2 separate regions of the Oryctolagus cuniculus genome follow, and region 1 is linked to region 2. Evidence: chromatin contacts called from public Hi-C data. All regions are on one chromosome and are shown on one strand. Each heading gives the region's core, a stretch centred on a gene start, on an enhancer-like site or on the middle of the called end of the contact. The rest is flanking DNA. Distances are from core to core; before and after follow the strand shown. Region 1 has its middle 330 kb from the start of KLF3. Region 2 overlaps TBC1D1 (TBC1 domain family member 1).

Region 1 (7,171 bases), core at 1,320-3,819, 230 kb before region 2:
TAGCAGTGGAAGATGGCCCAAGTCCTTGGGCCCCTGCACCAACGTGGGAGACCTGGAAGAAGCTCGGATTGGCGCAGCTCCGGCCATCGCGGCCAACTAGGGAGTGAACCATCAGATGGAAGACCTCTCTCTCTGTCTCTGCCTCTCTCTGTAACTCTTTCAAATAAAATAAAATAAATCTTAAAAAAAAAAAAATCCAGGTGTCTCACATGGGTGACAAGAACACAGTAACTTGAGCCACCACCCCTGCCTGCCAGTGTTTGCACTAGCAGGAAGCTGGAGTCTGGAGCAGGAGGCAGGAACTGAACTTACATGCTCTGATGTGGATCAGGGGTCCTAGTTGCTATTCTAAAAGCCCACTTCCTACAGGAAACTTTGACTTTGGTTAATGGGTTCTTCTGGTCTAGAAAAATACCTTAGGAAGTCAACATTTTAACTGCTCCCTCCACCCCTCCCAAAAAAAAAAAAAAAAAACCCTCAAAAACAAAACCCATGCACACACACAGACACGGGAGCAGGTGTGTCAGAATACAAGTCTCATGGGTATTTGGAACCGAGACCAGGATTTTCTGTAAACAACCATAATCAGAAAGTCTGCTGCCTTATATCTAAGAACCCAAAAGATAGGTGACTGCTGACTTCTGCTTCTCTTTTCCTGGGAAGGAAATTGTTGCCTGCCAGTCAGCCAGCCCTCAGAGGCGATCTGCTGCTGCAGGTTTGCAACTTTTCTTCCCCAGGTTCAGAAACTCCAGTTTGGGGCAGGCATCTGGTACAGAGTTAAGAAACCACTTGGGATACCCATACCCCATGTCAGTGTGCTAGGTTCAAATCCCAGCCCTGCTTCTGACTCCAGCTTCCTAATGTGCACCCTGGGAGGCAGCAAGTGATGGCTCCAGTGCTGGCTCCCTGGTCACCCACGGGGAGACCCAGATTGAGTTCCTGGCTCCTGGCTTCAGCCTGGCCCAGTCCTTGATGTTGCAGGCATTTAAGGAGTGAGAAAGTGGATAGAAGCTCACCAAAAGATAAATAAAAAATGTGTAAGGAACTAAACTTGTATCCTAGAAAGGAGAAGTGAGAGAAAGCCCCAGCCTGGAGTGAAGGTGACCAACTGGCACTCCAAGCTATTCCAGGGTGAACTGCACACACCTCTGCCTGGGGTCCCGCTGGGTGTGGAGTCACACAATGCCAAAGGATGTTTTTTTTCTACCCAACTTCAAGGCCCTTGTCAGAGCGTAGCGGAGGTTAGTGGGCTCTTGCAATGTGAGGCCCATGTAAAAGGCCCTGGAGAGCCAAGCCAGCCACCTGCACTGTTGGAGAAGCCAGAAATACAGTGCACAATCAGACACACGTCTCCCTCTGTGTGCAGCTCACATTCCAGCTCTCGCTGTGGCCTGCACACAATTCTGTTCTGGGCAGGGGTCATGTGACACGCAGACCCCGGATGGCCCTCTCCCCGCCAACATCCTCCCCCCGCAGGCGTGTGCAGGCTTTTCCTGCCTCTGATCCAGTGGACATATGTAATCTTTGACTACAACTCTCAGAGGCTGGTTTTTTCCCACCCTGCAAGTCAGTGAGTGCAAGTGTTGGCAGAGACGCCTGGAGCCATAGGTTCTAAGCATTCAGGCAGAGGGGGAAAAAAAATAGTTTTTCCAACCCCGGCCTGCTAAGGACACATGGTGGGTCTCAGGCATTTCCTGCCTGCACTGCCGGATCTCTCCTCCTCTTGCACACATGCTCCTCCTACTGCCTGATGCTGGAAGTGCACCCCCGGGGCTAGCACAGAGAACACCCCAGCATGGGCCTAGGACAGCCATGTTGAAAGACTGCTGAAGCTCCCTCTCAAAACGAAATAACACATCCTTAAGAATTCCTCCACTACTCTGGCAAAGGGACCAAGCCAACTCAGACTTTACTCTTCGGGATCAGCCTGTAATAAACACTCAATACATAAATTCTCCCGGAACAGAGCTTTGCCAAATAAGCTCAATTTAAGTCTCCCTTACAGAATAAGTCAGAATCAGGGATTCAGAGGCAGGCTTTGCTCTATTCCTTTTCTGTAACTTAGACATAATGGTATCGCGCACACCCTGGTGTTGTGGGAAGCAAGAGAGAACGGGAATGTATCAGGAAGGTGTTTTATAACATAAAAAAGAACACGAACTGTTTCCATCAGCACACGCACACACCCTTTCCATGCATCTGGGTGGAAATGGTAGTCAGGGCCATCTAACCCCCAAAAAAGGAAGTAGGCTAAGGAAGGCTCAGTCACAAACAGGAAGTCACAGAAATGCCACCAGAAAAACTGTCTCCGGCAAAACACCAAAAAACCAAGAAAATTAAACAACCTTGAGGCTAGGTTGGTGGAGGTAGGTGGTAGCTCTAGTTAATGGTTTGGGGTGTTACCAGCCTGACCTGACCCCCTATGGAGGGGGTTTTCAGAGCTGATTAGGTAATTCTTGGCCTCCGTTTGACCTCACACATGGGAATTCTCACTCTGCATTTTAGGAGCTCTGCAGTTGGTAGGTTCCTGCCTTTTTAAATGTAGGTCTCTCCTCCTATTCCCCTGTGGCAATAGGAGGGGCCAGGCGCTCCGCCGGCTGGGAGGAGCTGGGGCTCCGCCTGCCCTCGCCCTCGCCCCGGGGAGCCGCCCGCCCGCCCCGGCAGCTCCACTCGTCCGGGCCTCCCTCCCTGGCTCTCCAGACCTGCCACATGGTAGGTTGGCGGCTGCAGGGAATTGAAGAGAAGCATTTGAGTGACCGCAGCACAAAGCAGCCTCACAGTTCTGGAGATGATGTCAGGTTTTCCTTCCAAGCTTCTGCTCAGAGGAGACAAAATCCTAGACATTTTTTTAGGGAAGGAAAAAAAAAAAGAGGGAAAAAAGAAAAAAAAAAGAAAAGCAAAAAACCACCACCAAAATCGAAAGGGAAACATGTCAGCATAGCAGGACGCATTCTGCCGCTGCTTCTCTCAATTTTCTTTTCTATTCTTGAAATCTCTTTCAAAACTCCTACCACCTCTCTTGCCCCTTCCAGCCTTCTGTACATTTTTAAGGTAGAGAAGGGAAAGGATTGAAAATCCGTGAATTTTTAAGTCGTTCTTCTGTGTTCCTAAAGCTCATTTGTTGGAGGAGCGGAGTTGTGCCTCAGTCACCTCCACCCCCAGATGAAAGGCTGCGAGGGAGAGTAGGAAGCCAGGCGACCAACACCATCCTTCACGGGACCCCAGCCCAAGGCCAGCGGTTCAAGCATCCTTGAGATTCAGGTAACAAGTCCCATTTTAGGCTGTGTGGATTGTTGGGAAGGGCCTCCACCTACACAGATCTGGGAAGATACTGCGACTTTCCAAGTGATTTTACATTTGAGCCCCAGAACAACTGTGTGAATTCAGCTGGGGTCAGGGTGAGAGGAGCAGCGAGGCCGCTCAGCCAGTTCCCTGGGAAGCCGAGACTGAAAGATCCACGTCTGCCGAGGGCTCCTCCAGCAGCCTATCAAGGCTCTATGGCCAACAGGTTCTACAGGCTTGCATTCATGCTAAGCAAGCTGTCCCCATTTTAAACACAGGGTAGCATGAGCATTTAAAATAACTTTTCACAAATTACATAGGGTGTGTTTCTTTTGCAAAAGTAGGACTCTGGGGGCCCTTTTCAATAGATAATGTTTTAAATTAAAATTTTGTTTTTAAGGAATACTTCACTTACGTGATTTAAAAGTCAGAATTCTACATCACAGTATATCTGGAAAGTTTTGCTTATCACCTCTTTCTTTTCATCTGACTTCTCGACTCCCTCCTCTCCTTTGTAGATCATTCTTATTCCTTTCATCCTATCGACGTTTATGAAAATACAAATCAGTACAAATGTGCACTCAATACAAATACGAGAGAGTGGATTTAATGCATTTTGAATTGGACTACTGGAGTAGGGAGTGGGTTTTTGTAAACCATCCCCCTCTTGCCTTGGACCCCTGGGGTTGTAGTCATCAATCTGCATACGGCTCAGCTGAGACTGAGAACCCAAGAGCTCAAGCAATGGAAGCCACAGTGGGATAGGTTTGTGCCATGAACCTGGGCCCCTCACTGAACTGAACCAGACATGGCTGCCATCAGTCAAGCCTGGATTCTCAGCTGTTTCCTGGGGGAAGAACTGTCTAGACTCAAACAGAAACAGAGCAGAGCAGGCAGGCAGGCCCCAGTGAGGGGTTTCTGACAGTGGTTCCTCCCAGGAGGAACTGAAATCAGAGTCAGGGCCCTCTGCTCTCCGGTGCTGTGGGCATGGCAGGTCCTGGGGTGGGAGCTGGCGGCTGGCACAGACTCACTCACTGTCGGGTGCAGGGATTGTGAGCGCTGCCATGACAAAGCACCATGACCCACGCGGCCCAGATAGCAGGAATTTATGTTGTCACAGTTGCGGACGCCAGAAATCAGACCAGGTGTCTGCCTCGGTGGCTTCCTCTGAGGCTGTGAGGGACAGATCTGTCCCCAGCCTCCTGATGTCTCCCCACCTTTTACCGTAAGGACAGCAGTGTTGCTTGGAGAAGGCCCACGCCGGCCATCTCACTTCGACTGGGTTATCTCTGGGCCGCCCCTCTCTGCAAATCCCATCACATTCCGTGGTACCAGAGCTTATGACCCCAACCTGTCTTTCTTAGGAGCACACAAAGTCAACCCAGACCATCTGTTTTCAGACCCACAAGTGCCCTCCACACCTCCAGAAGTGCTGGCCTCACATGCTCACTCCACCATTGAGAACAAAGCTACCCAGAGGCTGCACAGGTGTCATGGTGCTTGGGGACACAGCGGGAAGTGGGCGGCAGGGTGAGACCCCCTGCCTTAGATACTGTCTGTGACCTAAAAACAATATGCTTTGCATTGGGAGAGTTGTCCCCTTCAATCTCAACACATCCTTCGTCTCTGTAGGGACCAAGGAAGAAATAAAAGTCCCTCCAACGACGGAGCTCCAGCACCGCCCTCTCCCCGCCTCAGCGACTCGCCTGCCCTTTGGAACCGAGATCCTCGTGTCCAGATGCTGCCCAGATTTTTCATACCCTCCTTTCGCTCAAAGATTTTTCTTTACCTACATTTTGGAATGTGTATGCTAAGCTAAAAAACACATCACTCTCTGTAGCTGGGCGTCTGGTGTTGCGGTGGTTGATCATTTTACCTTTGTTTCTGTTAAATCTGCCCTGACACCTTTGCCAAGACGCTGTGACAAACACTTTGGCCCCGTGACTTGGCATGACCAGGTGTGGCTTGGCCTGCGCTCGCCAAGCAGGTGGAAACAGCCAACTTCAGTTCAAACTTGCTCTAGGGATCCAGCACCTGGAAATCCCCACAAAGCTAACCCCATTCCAGATCTTTCTCAACACCCGAGAGGAGGCAGCACAAGGGCCAATTGTCCTTACCAGTTTCTTTGCCTGCAGTTCTATAGTCTGAGGCGTGGTGGGGACAGTGGGAAGTAGACCTGTACAGGAATGCGTGTGGGGTCTGCAGTCAGGAAGAAGAGTTGATGCCTTGGAGACACTCAGCCGGCGAGCACCAGCCAGCCCCTGCAATCCTGAGGGAGGAGGCTGGATGACCCCAGTCCATGGGGGCCTGCCTCAAACCCCTCCACAGGCCCAGACCAAGACCCGTTCCCCCCAGGGCTGTTGCCTTGGTGACTTGGATCCTTTGTTACTTCCCGTCATCCCTGCTTTGTGCATTTCTTGGGTTCCCTCCTTGTTGTCCATGCTTCTTGGATTGCATCCAACGCTGAGTAATGAACCAGAGCCAGCAGCTTTGAGAGGTTAAAGTGCCACTCCAAGGCGGGGAGTCATTAAAGCTCCAGGTCTCAAACTGGGAGCCCCTTCCCTGGACCACAAGCCTTCACCGGAAGGCATCCATAGGAGGAGTTGGGCATAGCCAAGGTGGGGTTATCTGGGGAAAAGCGAGGGTGCTCCCAGCTGCACCTCTCCTTGTGGTCTTCCTGGGGCATGGGGAGTCTCTTACTTCAATGGGACATGCTATCTTATCCCTCCTCCTCTGCTCTCCTGTCCCATACACCCCACCCCAGGTTCATCTTTGGTAGGATTATAGTCCAAAGTGCTCTGTGTAGGAAAGAGCTGAACCTAGCAGGGGTGTAACACAGCGGTTTTCCTTGCATGACCCCGGTCAATGACACATTCACTGGACACTGTGCTGGCTAGACCTCCTGGTGGATGGAAGCCAGGGTTGGCATGGAAATAAAACAGACCTGAAATGAGGGCTGCAGTGATGTGCCAAGCGTGCAAGTGAGCTCTCAGAGTGCTCTGTGCAGGGAGGGCAACGATAGAGCTGGTCCTAGGGCCCTTCAAAATGTTTTAGACAATGCATATTATGAAAAATCTATGTTTTTTGCACCAAAAGACATTTCTCTCTCTTTTTTTTTCCAAAAGCTTATTTATTTGAGAGGCAGAGAGATAGACACAGACAGAGAACCTTCATCTGCTTGTTCACTTTCCAAATGCCCATAGTGGTCGACAGGAACAAAGCCAGTAGCCGGGAACTCCATCCAGGTCCCCCACATGGTTGGCAGGAACCCAATCACTTGAGCCATCACTGCTGCCATCTAGGGTCTGCATTAACAGGAAGCTGGAGTCAGGAGCCAGAGCCAGGAATTGAACCCAGTATTTCAGTGTGGAGCTGGGCATCTTAACTTGTGTCTTGATACTAGACAGTGCTCACTCCTCTTTTAATTGCACTTTTCCATGAACTTTTTGAAGTGCCTTCATAATAACCAACACTGGCTGAGTAACTCCTGGGTATCAGATGCTGTGCATTTTAATCCTTACAGCAATCCTATGCGGTAGGTACTATTACTATTCCCATCTTACCAATGAGGAAACTGTGTCACTGTGCAGCCCAAGGTCACTCCAAGCTCACACTGTTGATATGAAGCAGGGCCAGGATTTTAACCCAGCATTGGAATTTGTTCTAGAGTCCTGTTCTGGAATCTGCAAGCTTAACCAGGCTCTATATGAACCAAAACATGACTATGCTTGCCCTCATCTTACAAGGGAAGAAACTGAGGCACAGGAAAGCCAAGTGCCTTGCCCACTCCCATGTTGAGAAGCAGAGCGGAGACAGGCACCTGGGTTCCTGACTCTTCTCCCCAGCCGGGGGGTGGGAGACCAAGGAGGAGATGTGCAGTGAGGATGTA
Region 2 (7,047 bases), core at 4,266-6,765:
CAGAGCCAGGCACCTGAGGCCCCAGGGGCTTCTGCGGACCCCGGGTGGAGCAGGGGCGAGAGGGCCACGCACCAAAAGTGCCCTCCACGCGACCCTTCTGACTTTGTGGCCTGTGTCCTGCCAGCCAAGGCTGCGACCTTCTCAACTCCAGTTACTGGTCGTGTCAAGTTGAGCAATTCCACAGGAGGAGGGGGGAAATCCCCAAGAGTTCCAGTCCCCAACAGGGAAGTGGTCTACACTGGGTCCATGACTAACAAACCTGAGTGGCAGAGTCAGAGGCAGGGAGATCTCACGAGCTCACCGTCTGGGCGAGGGAAGGTTCTCTCCAAGATGGCAGCCGCTGAGCACCTGGAACGGGCCCAGGGCGAGGAGCTCAATGTTTGCTGCGTGGGGGTGCAGTTAGTTTCCATTTCGGGGTCAACAGCCGCAGAGCAGCTGGCGGCTACTGAGAGCCGGACAACACAGACGAGCAGGCGAGGGGAATGACCGGCCCCAAGGCGAAGCAAGAAGCTCCCTGAGTGAACAAACACGAGCCCTCAGGAACACGGAGATGGAGAAGCTATGCCTGAGAGACAAGGGCGCTCGCGGGGCCTCCACAAGGCCTGCGGGGCAGAAGACCCAGTCAGTGGTAAGGCAGGGGAGAGGGGGTGGTTGACAGAGTGGAGAAAGTGGGCAGGGGGCGCTCCCGGGGCAATGGAAGCAACGTCTGCAAAGTCACAGCTGCCGTCTGCCAGCAGCGCCACCGTCCCCTGGCTGGCTGCCCCTCACCGTTCTCCCCAGATCCTGTCCAAGGCGGCAACACGCTCAGCCCAAGGCCCTCACCTCCCAGCACCCACCCTGCATAAGCGGCATGTGACGTGGGCTCAGATCACGGGGCACAGATGGAAGCCCACCGGCACTTCTGGGACAGTTTGCCCTCTGGATACCAAGGGGTGGCCCTGCTGCTCCCTTCTGTGTTGTACTTGGACCTGGAGGGGCAGCTGAAGGGCGGGGGGAGTCCATGAGGAGGAAAAAGAACAGCAGGGGCCTGGCTCTCCTCTTAGCCACTGTCCAGCCTTCTTGCTAGGTGAGAATTAATCTGTCTTTGGTCACGACAGCACACGGTCAGTCAGCCACCGCTTCTCAATGGTGTCCATCTTGGGCCCTGAAGTGAGGACTGGGCAATGGGAGCGGAGGAGGAACACCCCTCCCACAGCCCTGCACCCTGGGTGGAAGGAAGCACGGTGGCCTTGCCGTGTGCTGGGAAGACATCTACTCTGTATGCTGGCACGGACACCATGCTCGGGACACTTGAAAAAGAAATTCCAGAAGGTGGTGCCCCAGGTTTTGCCCAGGGACAGTGATGAAGGACCGACAGGAAGGAACATCCCTGTGGTGGGGAGGGGTGAATCCCTGCCAATGACCCCCAGCCTAAGCCCCGCCACTCGACCCTCTCAGGGTGTCCGAAGTCCTGTGTCTGTGATGCCTCCCGAATACAACCTTCAGGAAAAGAACAAGCTGGTACCAGCAGGGAAAAGGGCACTCTTTCCCTAGGAGCTGTTTGGGGACGATGCTACTGGAAGATACAATCCCCAAAATGACACATGCTGAGCTGAGACTACCATCAAGTTCTTACCGCCAGAACCACCGTAGGTCCAAAGTTGCCAAGCTAAAGCACCTGCACTGGAAAATGAACCACCCAACCCCAGCTCTTGGGAGAAAACCTATTATTCTCTCACGTACAGAATTCATAGCTTGGTACAACAAATCTTTTCCAGAATTACATATGACTATAATCACGGCATTCCTACTCTACAAATGATGTTTAAAAATCCTGTTAGTTGGGGCTGGCACTGTGGCACAGTGGGTTAATCCTCCACTGCGGTGCCCACATCCCATATTGATGCTGGTTCTAGTCCCAGCTGCTCCTCTTCCAATCCAGCTCTTTGCTGTGGCCTGGGAAAGCAGTAGAAGATGGCCCAAGCACTTGGACCCCTGCACCCACATGGGAGACTGGAAGAAGCTCCTGGCTCCTGGCTTTGAATCAGTCCAGCTCCAGCTGTTGTGGCCGTTTGAGGAGTGAACCAGTGGATGGAAGACCTCTCTCTCTCTCTGCCTCTGCCACTCTGTAACTCTGCCTTTCAAATAAAATAATAAATCTTTAAAAAAAGTATTCCATATATATACACACACACACACACACATTTTCTTTATGTATTCATCTGATGAGAGACACTTTGGTTGATTCCAAATTTTGGCTATTGTGAACAGTGCTGCCACAGACATGGTGGTGCAGGTACCTCTTTGATACAATGTGCTCCTGTCTTTGGGGCATATACCCAGTAGTGGGATTGCTGGATGGCAGGTCTACTTCTAGTATTTTAATAAAGAAATCTCTGCACTGTTTTCTACAGTGGCTGCGTTAATTCACATTCTCACCAACAGTGTATAAGTGTTCCCCTTCCTCCACATCCTTGCCAGCGTTTGTTACTCTCTGTATTTTGGATAAGAGCCATCCTGACAGGGGTGAGGTGATATCTCATTGTGGCTTTGACTTGCATTTCCCTGATGGGCAGTGATGTTGAGCATTTTTTCATATATTTGTTGTCCATGTGTATTTCTTCTTTTGAGAACCGCCCCTTCTGGTCCTCTGTCCACTTCTTAACTGGATTGGTTGTTTTTCTGTTGTTGAGCTTGAGCTGCCAATATATTCTGGATATTAATCCTTTGTCAGTTAAGTAGCTTGCAAATATTTTCTCTATTCTGCTGGACGTCTCTTCATTCAAATGATTGTTCCCTTTGCTGTGCAGAAGCTTCTGAGTTTGGTATAATCCCGTATGTATAGTTTTGTTTTATTGCCTGCATTTTGGGGTCTTATATAAGAAGTTGCTGTCTACTACAATGTATTGAAATGTTTCCCCTATGTTTTCTTTTAGAAATTTCATAGTTTCAGGTCTTAACATTTAGGTCTTTGATCCATCTTGAGTTGTGTTTTGTATATGGTGAGGGAGGGATCTAATTTATTCATATATATGTCCAGTTTTATCTGCACCAATTATTGAAAAAGACTGTCCTTTCTTCAATGTCTGTTCTTCGCACACACTGTCAAAAGCCAGTTGGCTGTAAATACGTGGACTAAATTCTAGGCTCCCTATTCTGTTTCACTGATCTGTGTGCCGGCTTTTATGCCAGTATTATGCTGTTTTAATTGCCACAGCTTTGTAGGTTGCTTTGAAATCAGGTATTGTGATGCCTCCAGCTTGACTATACACACGCACACAGAGGATTGTTTTGGCTATTCTGGGTCTTTTGTGATTCTGTTTGAATTTTAGGATTCTTTTTTTCTAATTCTATAAAGAATGTCACTGGTATTTTCATCGGTATTGCACTGAATCTATGGATTGCTTTAGGTAGTATATACTTTTTAATATTAATTCTTCCAATCCACAAACAAGGAGTACTTTTCTACTTTTTTGTGTCCTTGATAATTTCTTTCATTAATGTTTTATAATTTTCATCACAGAGATCTTTCGTTTGCTTGGTTACATTTATTCTTAAATATTTCATTTCTTGAGTAGCTATTGTGAATGGGATTTATTTCATGATTTCTCTTTCAGCGACATCATTATTGGTGTATAAAAATGCTATTTTTGATGTGGTGGTTTTGTATCCCATAACTTTACTGAATTGGTTCATCAGCTCTCACAGCTTTCTGTTGGAGTGTTTAGGTTTTTCCAAGTACAATATCACGTCATCCAATGTCGACACCCTTCTTCTCTCTAACTGCTCTTGCTAATACTCCCCATACTATACTGAATGGCATTGGTGCCATTTCCAATCTATGGCCATTTTTCTTTCACCCACTCGGGACCTGTTGACCAGAGCTGAGAGCAGACGCTTGGAATCCACCCAAGAACACCCATCTGCAGAACCGGATGCCTGGGGGTGAGGTCCACCCTTTGAGGTTTCTGCGCATCCTCCATGGGGTCCCGGGACACATTCAGTTTGAGAATGGCTCAAAGAAAAGTAGCCCCCTGTGAATGCTACTAACCTGTGGCCTTCTGGCTGCCTCCCAGGGAAGAGGCAGCGCTGATAAGCCCCGGGGAGACCTGATTTCCCACACATTTGGGAGGGGAGCACCAGGGTGCCATGCGCCCTCCTATCAGCCTGGAGCCGAAGAGGCTGTGGGCTGGGAGCAAACCCCTCCCCTCCCACCGGCCTTACCACGCCAGCCGGCCAGAGAGAGAAGGCGGGCCCCCGTCAGGACACGTCTACACAGCTGGTCTTAGACTTGTACATCAACAGCATCACTCCTCAAACAGTGGAAACAGAGCAAACCTCCACCGGCTTGTAAGCAGCTGGTGACACGTCTAGACGGTGGGGTATTCACCGCCACCAAGAAGAGGCAGGCCCTGCTGCACGTCGCAAGGCAGCACAACGGATGTCGTGAGCACACAGAATGCCAGGCGCCAGACACAGGAGACCACATACTGTCCCACTGCGTTCCCACGAAACGGCCAGCACAGGCAAACTAGAGAGACAGGAAGCGGCTTAGCAGTCAGCCAAGACTGGGGGGAAGGCGGGCAGTGCTCGAGGTTCCCTTCCAGGGGCTCACACACATCAAACTCGACCGCGCTGACCGCTACACACCGAAGTCTACGTTAACATCAAATCCCATATGCACGGTATCTCAGAGCAGTTATTTTTTTTTAACCATCACAAGTCTTCCTGCCTAGGACTCCCTCCCTCCTCGGAGCCCAGCAAGCACCCCCTCCAGGGCCGTCCGGTCCCTAAGCAGGCTGCAAGGTGCCCAGTGTATGAGGGGGGCCCAGGGTGCCATCCTTCAGGAACCTGCTCCCGGGGTCCTACAGGGTCAGTGCAGGGCCAGGCCGGGCCTCCAAGTCTGCTCCCAGGGCACCTGCTGGCCTCACGCTCGTCCCAGCCCTGATTCCGTGGCTGCTTCACATTCACACGGACTGACAGATTCTCTCCTGCTGAAAGCAGTTTCAAATGCGTTGCCATTCCTTTGCTTTAAAAACTTCCATGGCTTCCTGGCGCCTACAGATTAAAGTTCAAAGGTGACAAATCAAGCTCCTCCACTTGGGACTTTATCCCTGGGCACTGGGCCATGGACCGCGGTGCTGTCAGCATCTCTCGACACCACAGCAGGAGGATAGGGAGTGAAACCCAGGCTCAGAGCCCAGTGCCTCCAGGCAGCTGCAGAGGCGGTGGGGACTTGTCTGTGTCGCCCACACCCCGCAGTTCCAGCTCCCCCTGCACCCCTGCACCAACACACGGTTCAGGGCTGGCTGTGTAGAGCCAGCGATTCAGGAGGAATGCTCTCTCAATGCTAACTTGCAATTGTTAACAGGCAGAAAAACAGCGAGGCAAGGTGACACCCTGTGTCCCTTGTGAGTTCCCTGGCTCCTGAAAGGCCATGACAGGGAGCACAATGCAGCAAAGAGAATCTAGTAGCTTTAATGACAGAAAAATCACGAACAATCGGCTTCTTGGCTTGTATGATTTTTATCTTGAACCTGGCCTTTACCCAGCACACAGGAGCGTGCTTACCCAGAAAGTAAGTCAAGGACGACCGTAAGACAGTTGCGGGGCTCTGGCAATTGCGATAACTTCTGTTCTTTCTTGTTTTGCCTGTGCCCTAAAACCCTGTTGAAAAAGCAACATCTCAACTTCAGAAAGGAGCTCTCCACTCAAACAAGCTGCGAATGAGCAAGGAATATAAATGCCACAACAAGATCCCAAACAAAAACAGGCGGGGCTGGGGGGGAAGCAAGCAGACACACTTTTCTGGGATTGGAAAGAAACCAGGGCCTTTTTCAGCCAACGGGGAGCAACACTGCCACCAAGTGGTGATGCCTGCTCAAGTCAGTCTGTGAGGGGCCCACCAGTCCCAAGGTGGCAGCACTCAGAAACCTTTGGGAATAAAAAGTAAACAGGGACTCATGCCCAGGCTCCAGCTCCATACCAGCTGACATGGAAATGACAGATGCACAATTGATGCAAGACATGTAAAGTAAGGTGGACAGCTGTGCAGCAGGGCAAACCCAGCTTGAATTTTTTTAAAAAAGTGACCTTGGGAACGGCGCTACGGCACAGTAGATTAATCCTCCGTCTGTCATGCTGGCATCCCACATGGGTGCCGGTTCTAGTCCCACATGCTCCACTTCCGATCCAGCTCTCTGCTGTGGCCTGGGAAAGCAATAGAAGATGGCCCAGGTCCTTGGGCCCCTGCACCCGTGTGGGAGACCTGCAGAAGCTCCAGAGTCCCTCCTGGCTTCAGATCGGTCCAGCTCCGGCCATAGCAGCCATTTGAAGAATGAACCAGCTGATGGAGGACCTCTCTCTCTCTCTCTCTCTCTGCCTGAGTCTCTCTGTAACTCTGCCTTTCAAATAAATAAATAATCTTTAAAAACAAAGAAGACTTTGGAGTGGGCTTTTGATGCAGTGATTAAAGGTCCTGGAGTGTTTGATTTGAGTCTCAGCTTCTCCATTTCTGATTCCAGCTTCCTGCTAATGCACGCCCTGGGAGGCAACGCGGGGGACGGCTTCAGTGGCTGGGCCCGTGACATCCGCGTGGGAGACCCAGTTGGAGCTCTCAGGTCCTGGCTTCGGGCCTGACCCAGCCTGAGTTGTTGTGGGCATGTGGGGAGTGCACCAGTAAATGGATGTAAGATTTCTTTCTCTAATAAAATGAAAATAAATAAAATTTTCAAATAAAAATAAAAAGATGACTTTGGTGCACAGTGAACCCTGGGAATCAGAAAGGCCAGACCAGAGGTCGCTGTGAGGCTCACAGTTCCCAGGGGACTTCTGCGTGTGGCCATCACGCTCATATACTCCTAGTACCATGTCCCAGTGCCACATCAACCCTATGAGTGTGGCTATGGACAACACACATAAATCATAGTCCTAAACGTTTCTGCATCTTTCACAGTGATATAAAATAGTCATCGTAAAGCTTCCGAGTTCCCGCTTACATCTAAATTTACATCTGATATCCAACCCCCCAGACTGCACGCTGCTGTAGTGAGGCATATTCACACGGCC

Evidence for each region. A called contact is a pair of places that touch in the nucleus more often than the background predicts.
Region 1: a Hi-C map of an unstated tissue shows a contact between it and region 2, with 3 times the contacts expected there. The contact joins two enhancer-like sites. A contact is called at or near these places in 2 of 6 Hi-C or Micro-C datasets (ear pinna and an unstated tissue).

Annotation. Positions count from the first base shown.
Region 1 is chr2:32,331,974-32,339,144 of mOryCun1.1, reverse strand. No RefSeq gene overlaps it. Among named protein-coding and RNA genes, the nearest start is that of KLF3, 330 kb to the left of the region's middle. Within about 2 kb of position 2,569, at least 7 of the 8 cell types and tissues checked have an H3K27ac peak or open chromatin away from gene starts, as enhancers often do. A contact at or near this core is called in ear pinna, where this site is marked.
Region 2 is chr2:32,100,274-32,107,320 of mOryCun1.1, reverse strand. All of the region lies in intron 12 of TBC1D1 (TBC1 domain family member 1), which reads right to left. Among named protein-coding and RNA genes, the nearest start is that of TBC1D1, 150 kb to the right of the region's middle. Within about 2 kb of position 5,515, at least 3 of the 8 cell types and tissues checked have an H3K27ac peak or open chromatin away from gene starts, as enhancers often do. A contact at or near this core is called in ear pinna, where this site is marked.